2 separate regions of the Sus scrofa genome follow, and region 1 is linked to region 2. The links are chromatin contacts, called in public Hi-C maps. All regions are on one chromosome and are shown on one strand. Each heading gives the region's core, a stretch centred on a gene start, on an enhancer-like site or on the middle of the called end of the contact. The rest is flanking DNA. Distances are from core to core; before and after follow the strand shown. Region 1 overlaps TEAD1 (TEA domain transcription factor 1). Region 2 overlaps TEAD1 (TEA domain transcription factor 1).

Region 1 (4,417 bases), core at 394-2,893, 110 kb before region 2:
GGAAAGGAATGGTTTTTTAAAACTTCCAGCTCAGACAGGTCTCTGCATTATTCAGAGCACAGACAGAGTAGGAAGGGACTCAGATGATCTTGTCCATTGGATTTCAAACCAGGCTGAATAGCTTTGCCACCCAAGGAGTTAAATAAAACCAAAAATACTGATGTTCACCTTGGAGCTTCTAAATCAGAATGTCCAGTGATGAAGCTTGGACAAAGGTTCTGCAGCCTTTTTAAGTGATTCTTGCTGAGGTATCTGAGCACCACTCAGTTCTAGCCCCATGTCTCTTTAGGTAGAACAGTTCTGGAAAATGTAGCTACTTGGCATTCCTGGAGGCTTGTTAGAGATGCAGAATCTGAGGGAACCCCCACCCCGACACCCACTCTGCTCCAGGCCTGCCAAGTTGGAGTTCTGATTTTAACTAGACTCCAGGTGAATATTACTCATGTTAAAATTTGAGAAGCACTGCTAATGTCTCAGCAGAACTTCAGCGGACTGTGGGGTGAGGTAATTGCTCATATGTTTTCTTAGTTTGTTCATTTGCCTTTTGACTTTCCCTGTTACATAACTTTCCCAGGTAGAAATTATTTTTACATCAGATTTATCATCTCTTCCTCTATGGTTTCTAAGGTTTTTCATTGGATGCAAAACTCTATCTTACTGTGAAATTGCTGGGAAAAAGTCTTCTGCTTAAAAAAAAGACAAAGTCATAATATACTTTACATAGTTGAATACGTCTGTAATTTGGTACGGTAGAAAGAGTGAGGTGGGGATCCGTCTCTTTTAACTTAATGCTTGGCTTGTCCTAACACAATTCATTGAATCTTTTCTCCATAGACCCATAAACTAAATTCAAAAGTGCTTCATTATTATCCCTGAGGCTTTAATTACCATAGCTCTGTGAGGGGTTTTGCTGTCTAATTCAGCAACTCGTTTTTCCTTGCTTTCCTTTTTAAGACTTTTTCCCCCTGGCTTTTTTCACAAGTTTGTTTGTCTATTTATCCTTTTAGAAACACTTTGTCTAGTTCAAAAAAATTTTCAGAAACTGTCTTTATTGGGGTTCCACTAAGTGAGTTTAGCCTCATTCTAATTTTCTTTTTTTTTTGGCCATGTGGAAGTTCCCGGGCCAGGGATCAAATCTGTGCCACAGCAGTGCCCTGAACCACAGCATTGCCCATGCTGAAAGTGAGAATATCACATCCTTAACCACTTGGCCACAGGGAACTCCAACTTCATTCTATTTTTAAACATTTTCATCTTTTCTAAATTACAGATACTAGTTATCCAGAACATTTTTTCAGTAACAGTCACACCAAGATTTGTAACAGGTGTTTTGAAGGTTATAAGAATGTATCTTCTGTAGGATTTTGTCTTCAGAGAGACTCTAACCAGCCATCCATTCCAGTGGATACCATCCTCTCTTCTCTCCCAGCTGCCTGTTACCTGAATCATGTTCATCTCCCCCAATAGAATTTGTTTGTTAATGTTCTGATTCACCTGCTAGATTGTAAGCCCTGCAAGGGGAGGTTCCATGTCTGTTTTATTTGCCAGAGTAATTGCTCAGTGTTTAGAAAATCCCTGGCAGTTGGTACTCAATAAATATTTCTTAAATGAGTTGGAATGAATGAAATCCCGGTAACCAGAGCTTCTGGCCCTCTAGTTGAAGATTAGCTTCATGGGAGAGTGTCCGGACTTAGATCCCAGTTTGAGTTCAGCCCACAGTTTGAGAAATTATTCCAATGAGTTAAAGTGAATGTGTGGTTTTGGGGAGGGAAGGAAGCAGTAGTTATCTACCAATTGAATCAAGAACTGGCCTGCAGTGTTTTAATCTATGAAAGTTAACAAAGTGATATGAATTCATGGTGAAGTGAGGAGATTGATGCCTATTGATAGCTTGTGCAGGCCTTGTCACCCGGCCGGTCCTTTGGTAAATAATGCTCTGGGTCACATTCTACAACTGTGGGTTTAGCAGCATCTCCCTTTTAGATTATTTTGCTTAGGTTAATTAATTAATTTTGTTAACTAGCGAAAATAAAATATCACTACAAAGAACTTGGGGCCTTTTTTCTATTACTAAAAGTCCCTTATTGAAATTTGCATCGCCTTTTTATTAAACTCTTTCATTTTGGGGATAGATATCCAACTTGTGAGCACCTTATGGACAGGAACAGAATTTTCATTTATTTTTATAACTGTTAAAATTCAGGTGCTTGATAAAAGCTCAAGTAGTGAGAAAAAAATCAAACTCTAAGCCATATATTTTAAAATTGTCCCATCGTGGCTCAGCGGTGAGTGAATCCAGGTTCGATCTCTGGCCTCGTTCAGTGGGTTAAGGATCCGGTGTTGTGGTGAGCTGTGCTGTAGGTCATAGACACGGCTCTGATCCTGTGTTCTGTGGCTGTGGTGTAGGCCGGCGGCTACAGCTCTGATTGGACCCCTAGCCTGGAAACCTCCATTTTCTGCGGGTGTGGCCCTAAAGAGACAAAAAGACCAAAAAAAAAAAAAAATTGTTACAAAAGTGATGTTTTATCTGTAGAGTGCAGTAGAAATAAGTTTTGCATAGGTTTTGGTGCTACTAGCTTTTTCTTTGGCCACTCCCAAGGCATGTAGACATTGCTATGCCAGAGATCAAACTTGAGCGGCAATTGTGACCTCTACCATAGCTGCTGCAATGCCGGATCCTTAATCCCTGGCAACTGTTAGCTTTCTTAAAAGTCGCACTGATCTTAAAAACTTCCCTTCATGTGATGGAAGAATTTCTAGAAATTGTGTTTCTTGACCCTTGCTTATTTTCCCCTCGCTCTGAAACGAGAAATGTGGGATATTTGGATGGGAGTTGTTCAGTCATTTAGAACACTGCTGCTTTTGCTCTGGAGTTTGTGATTTCAGGTCTATATTTGGAATAAATTTGAACGACAGTGGTCTTGGAGGCCTTTAACACATCTGGTGCCAAGGGGCTTGGTTTTGTCAATTATAAGTAGTTCAATTGATTGTTTCTTTAATAAAAATTATTTTGAAAATTATTAGAGTAGTTCTAGCACATGATTCTCTGTGGTCTTCCTCTTGAGCTCCCCTTGAAATACCTGGAGAAAGACAGACCAAGTCTGTCTCCAGCACATGCCTGTCTTATAGTTCAGTTTTTGAGCGAAAAATCATAGCAGTCCCCCACTGGTAACCCTGTTGTTCTACCCCCTTTGAATTTGTGTTTGCTTCTTTGTGTGTACAGTGTACACTATTTGAAGAGTATGTGTAAGCCTGTGTGTTTCCCTTAATAAAACTGCATTTATCCTTGTGTAGACAGATTGTGTTCTTTGAGTCTAAATTCTTAGAGAACACTGGGAACTGTTTACTTAGATCTTCTTCTTTATTTCTTTAAATAAAGCTCTTCCTCTAGTTTATCAACTTTAAGATTGTTAAAAGTCAGCTGAAAAAGTTGGTTGAGGGGAGAGGGCGCTCTTCTGGAGCAGCTTGAATGTAGTAACTGTATTTAGGAGCCATAAGGGCTTTTGCTTTTCCGGAACCTGTCTCAAACGAAACGAAACTATGCAATAAAATGCAAGCTAAGATCACAAATCTACATGAGGCCTTTCTTTTGATCTGGGAAATCAGGTTTTTGGAAAATCAGATAGGAGGTTTGAGGACCTGAGGTGCTGCTGCGTTAGAAGTCTTTTTTGAGTAAGGGGCAGAGTGGGGTAATTGAAGCAGATTCTGCTTGTGGGTTCTCACTGCCTCTGGGTTCCAAAAGATGGGGTGAAATTTCAATTCATTATATGCCTGGGTCTCTGTTGGGTGGTGGGGATTCAGAGAAGGATGAGGACTCTGGGCTAGTTGAGGGAACTGCAGGAAACTCCAGGGTGGTGGGAGAGACAGGGTTAAGGAAAACTTTCCAGTCTTCTGTGGTGAGTGATGTGATGGGGAGATGCAGGGTCTGCCAGAGAAGAGACTCAGGGCTAGGGTTCCCGAGTTCCTACCGAAGCCAAAATAAAGAGAATTTACAAAGGGAACACGAGCTGCTGATCTTTCTGGTCTCCTGGACTATATAGGCTGCACTAAACATGAAAAAGAGGAGTTTCGGTCAGAAATCCTATCCTACAAGTGACAAGATAATGCAGGAAATGTAAACAAACACTTGGCTATAATGGAAGGGTAACTGCTGGAGGGCTGCCTGCCGCAGCCATCTCTGGCTGGCTCCAGACCTCTTCTTTTGATCCGCTTACAGGCTTTATAGCTGGAGAGCTGGAGGAGGTAGAGCCAGCTGGTTTTTCTGTCATCTTCTTTTCTTCCTGGTGTGCTCTGGAATGGTGAATCTTGCTGTCAGCAGTGGGGGTCTGTCCCTTGAACCAGGCCTTTTGTGTGTCCTAGTCTCAGTGCTGTGGCAGCCTTGGCTATCACTGGTCCTGGGCTGGTACCAGCCTGTAAC
Region 2 (4,459 bases), core at 1,802-4,301:
AAGTGCTTTTTCAGATGTTATCTCCCTTAGTCCAACAACCCTGGTAAGAGGAGTTATTATTAATTTCCATTTAACAAATGAAATAAGTGGCTTAGGGAGGTTAAGAGACTGGACTGTGGCCTTAACATGATTAGTACATTGGAATTTGAACCCAAGTCCTCTTAATTCTTTGCTCTTCCCACACTAATAATCTTGTAACTTGGAAAGTTCTCTAGTCTCTATTTGTTTTCCTTGACATGCTTTGCTTTTTTAACCTGGATCGAAAATGGTGTTTTTAATCCATATCCGAGGTCTCTATGGCCGAAGGTTGAAAGTAGGGGGATTGAGAATGGATTCTTTCTGAAAGAGAGGAGATTATGAGGTGTCACAAGGAATTTTTGCTGATTTAAGATTGAAAGTTTTGCAGGGTTTTCCTTGATATTTTCGGCACCCCAGGGAATATGTGCATAAATACTAATAATTACATACAGTTTCCACTATGGGAGTGTTCTCATTTCTTCCTGCCCAGGCCTACAAAGTAGGGTGAGAGAACCCATTTGTTATGTAAATACCCAAGTCTGAAGATGATTACTTCTTGTGCTTCTGGCACAAAATAGTCCCCTCTAGGAAGATCCTGCAGTCACCCCCGTGCAGAATGGGTCAGAGCTCTGGGTTCCAATTCAGTTCTACCACTTAGCTCTGTGATCTTGCCTAAATCACTCACATGCTCTCAACCTCAGTTCTGTTGAGTGTGGCCAGCTTTTCCGGAGCAGCTCTATGCCAAGCACCATGGCAAGTGCTTCCAATCAAAGTCTCTACTCTTAGCTTTTAGGCCATTGGGGGAGACTGCCAAGAAACACAGTGATGGCCCTGTTGTTCTAGAGATAGAACAACAGCTAGAGATCGGGCCCAGGGGCTGAGGGGAGGCAGCAAGCCATGCTGTAGAGCTGGGCATCCAATTGGAATGTCCCCTAGTGTGCAACCTTCTCCTCTCCCCACCCCCACCTCTCCCTTCATTTCCCGACTCCCTGCTCAGCTTAATACAGGACACCAGTGGGTGTGATGAAAGCGAATGGTGGCACAAAGAGGAAGAAGAGCCTCAGGAGCCACATCTGCTCCTCTGGGGATACTGTGATGGGGCATCTGATCTCCCCTTGCCCTCATCTGTGCTCCCAAGGACCACAGGGCAAATCTGTGCTAATCTTGGGTCTAACTGTACTGCACTGGCCTAAGAACGCCCCTCTGATGGAGTCGGTTCCATCTTTGTATCCTGAGCATCAGCAGGCACCTGGCACAAAGGTGGTGGCTGGTAAATTCTGTTGTGTGTGTGTGGATGATGGATGCATGGACGGTGGATGGGGACTGCTGAATGCCAGCCTGGAAGGAACAGAGGAAAGTGACTGAAATGAGAAGAGGTGAGATGCCCTTGGGCAGTGACTGATGACATTTAGCCCAGCCAGGGAGGAATCAGGGCTGGAAGACTTAGGGAAAAACTGCCATCTGCAAAACAAGAATTTAAGTCCTTGGTTTCACAAGAAAGGACTGAGTTTATCCTAGAAACAGGCTGGATTTGTTAGTGAAGCCTGCAGTCTGTGCTGTAGGGAAGACTTGTCAAGTTCTGGCTGGTGATTGGTGTGGATGGGATATTATGGACAGAAGAGGCTTCGTGGTGAGTGGCAGGGGTCCCAACTCAGCCTGCAAGTCCTCTCCTTTTTTCTTATCATGAGTTTGACTGTGCAGGTGAAAAATAGGGCCACCAATAGTTTTGCCCCTTTTTAAAGAAAAGTAGTATATCACTGGAGGCTTTAATATCCACGATACCTCGAGTACCTGCCATAGGCAAGGAACCTGAGTAAACACTTTCACTCGCTGAAATTGTTGCAGTAACTTCCTGAGGTGTGGGTATTAGTGTCCTTGTTTTGCAGACATGTAGTCAGAAGCCCAGAGAGGTCCATATTGCAGCCCTCGTTCAAATCCAGGCCTGTTTGCTTCCAAAGCTCATGCTCTTAAATGAATTTCAGTGCTGCCTCATCATTGGACAGAGTCCAATTGAGAATCACATTGTTATGTTTCATCCAGGATCATAACATGCTTTAATCCAGATTCTGTCTCAATAATGAAGGTGGGTGGCTCACAGGCTATATTGATTACTGCTTCTTAGAATTTTTTTTTTTTTTTTTTTTTTTTTTTTTTTTTTAAGTTGTTCTGTGCCAGTAGAAGGGATCACACTGTAGCCTGGTCGGGTTTGACCTTTACTGAATGTGGATATACTTAGCGTAAGCCGAAGCAGGCCCTCTCGGGGTGCTGTGGCGTGAGCAGAGGTAGTTATATGCCCAGCTCTTTTCCCACTTCCCACTTGAGATTAACTGTTTGTGAAGGGAGCAGAGCTCTTTGGTTTTAACTGGATGTAGCTCAAAGGTCAGCCCTTCAGAACAGATCATTTCAGTCTCAGGGCACCGATTTTAACCTCCAGAGATGAGACCATGTTCCAGGCAGCTGGGTCAGCGTGGGCCGGTGTCAGAGGAGAAAATCCATCAGTGATAAGTCAAGAGTACAAGTAGAGTTTTTTGTTATTATTTATCGAGTGTCCACAATGTGTGGGGCTTAGAGATAGGAAATGATTATGAATTTGGTTGTTTGAGAAATAACCAGTTACTTTTTCCCCCACAAGGAAGAATTTGTTCTCCTTTGAGTTTATAAGTTTTATTTTTTTCTTTAAAAATGCATGTCAAAAAAAAAAAAAGATATCATTTAAAACAGTTATATGTTTCTCCCTCTAACCCTTTCTTTAGATAGTTCGGTTTTGCCTCTGATGGCAAAGAAGATACTATTTATGGAAGTGCCTGGCACACGGTCGATGACATGTGGGTGCCAGTGAATCTTTACTCCCCTGTGCAGCTTGCTTCCCCCCGAGGTACTGGTGGCCAGGTGCCGTTCGCCCAGGTTGGGATAAAGAAAATGCACTCTGGTCATTTCCTCAGGCACGCAGCAGACCCAGCCGGGGCTCAGGTATTCCAGATATGAGCGGTGTGCCGATGGCGCAGGCCTGGGAGCATTGCTCACTCAGAGATACAGAGGCCTGCCTGCCCCGAGCCCTTTGTTCTCCTGGTTGAAAGCAGTTAATTAGCAACTGTCTCCATAGCAACTACCTCGTAGTCCAAAAACATTGTCTAGTTTTTCAGTTTAGCTTATCACACTGTTTACCTGAAGGGCTTTTCACTGCTCTGAGTCTCATTTGAGTTGGCGGCGTGCCTGTCGGGGAAGTGAATTGTCAAGATAGAAAAAACACCATGGTAGCGAGAAGCCGGGCAGCCTTCTCCCTAACAGGACCAGCTCTGGATTCTGCGAAAACAAAAGTTGCAAGGGCCTAACATTTTCACCTTTTTTTTTTTTTTTTTTTTTGGTTGCTGTTGAGCAAAAAACTGCCGTTCTCCCCACCAAGCTCTGAATTATGAGGATTCCACCCGCCCCCTGCCCCTTCCCCTGAGAGGTTTTCTAAGCTCTTCAGTATTCCCTGTTTATGGTACATTTCCATTATTAGTCATCTCGAAATCCCGGGTGTTCTCAGCCACTGTATGTTTGAGGAAATTTCACTTCCCCGAGGGTCTTGGCATTTTTGAAGGCCCTTGGATGAGGGATTTCGGGTTTGCATGTGAATTAGTCAGCATGGCTTTTGTTTTTCCTTATAATGAGGAAGGGTTCTTACCTGTGGCTTAAGTGATTTAGGCTGACTGTGTGTGAGAGAAGGGCAACTTTGGGTGTCTTGTTGATAAATAGAAGTGGAACTATGGCTTTTCATAAGCCATGCAACAAAGATAACAGTTTCCATGGCTTTTGCTGATGGAGTGCCAACTGTGTGTGCCTTTATGCTGGGATTTTTAGGAGCTGCTAGGGAAAGGGGAGGTGGAAGATGAAAGGGAAAGAAGATTGCATTTCCTGACCGCCTACCATGTCCCAGTCACTGAGCCGGGTGTTTCACAGAGTGGGGTCTCCTGGTCCCTTCTCAGCAACCCTGAAAACTGGGCTCTACTATCTGCATTTTAAGGATAGGAAGTTGGTGGTCTAAGGAGTTGCTAGCTGCTCGGGATCTCGGAATGCAGTCCAGGTCTGTTGATGTACAGGCACAACTCTTGTCCTGCTGTCACGTGGCATGATGGCCTTCGGTCAGGATTTGGTGGCAGGGTTTTGCCATCCCTGGTGAAGGGTTGGGTGAGGAGGTGTGTAGCAGTGCTCTGGGAGGCTTTGGTTCGAGGGGCTACATAGACTTTGGTGGTATACACGTATCATCAGACCCTCAAGTTATATCCAGGAAAATGACAAAGCCTAGGTGTTTTGTGAGGTTTTTTGGGGTGCATTGATAAGGTATTGAATTTAATTTTGAGGCACACATAGAATTTAGGTATCTAAGTTAATGTTTTTTTCAAGGTATTAACCTGAAAAGACTGTGCCTTGTGATATTTCCGTTCTTCAAAGCTTTAAA

Evidence for each region. A called contact is a pair of places that touch in the nucleus more often than the background predicts.
Region 1: a contact with region 2 is called in a Hi-C map of liver, with 2.8 times the contacts expected there. The contact joins two enhancer-like sites. A contact is called at or near these places in 4 of 47 Hi-C or Micro-C datasets (embryonic fibroblasts, liver and skeletal muscle) and 1 of 2 datasets of contacts at active chromatin or transcription factors (skeletal muscle).

The regions. Positions count from the first base shown.
Region 1 is chr2:46,639,812-46,644,228 of Sscrofa11.1, reverse strand. The region is part of intron 1 of TEAD1 (TEA domain transcription factor 1); the gene reads left to right. Among named protein-coding and RNA genes, the nearest start is that of TEAD1, 28 kb to the left of the region's middle. Within about 2 kb of position 1,643, at least 3 of the 83 cell types and tissues checked have an H3K27ac peak or open chromatin away from gene starts, as enhancers often do. A contact at or near this core is called in liver, where this site is marked.
Region 2 is chr2:46,536,128-46,540,586 of Sscrofa11.1, reverse strand. The region is part of intron 2 of TEAD1 (TEA domain transcription factor 1); the gene reads left to right. Among named protein-coding and RNA genes, the nearest start is that of TEAD1, 130 kb to the left of the region's middle. Within about 2 kb of position 3,051, at least 46 of the 83 cell types and tissues checked have an H3K27ac peak or open chromatin away from gene starts, as enhancers often do. A contact at or near this core is called in liver, where this site is marked.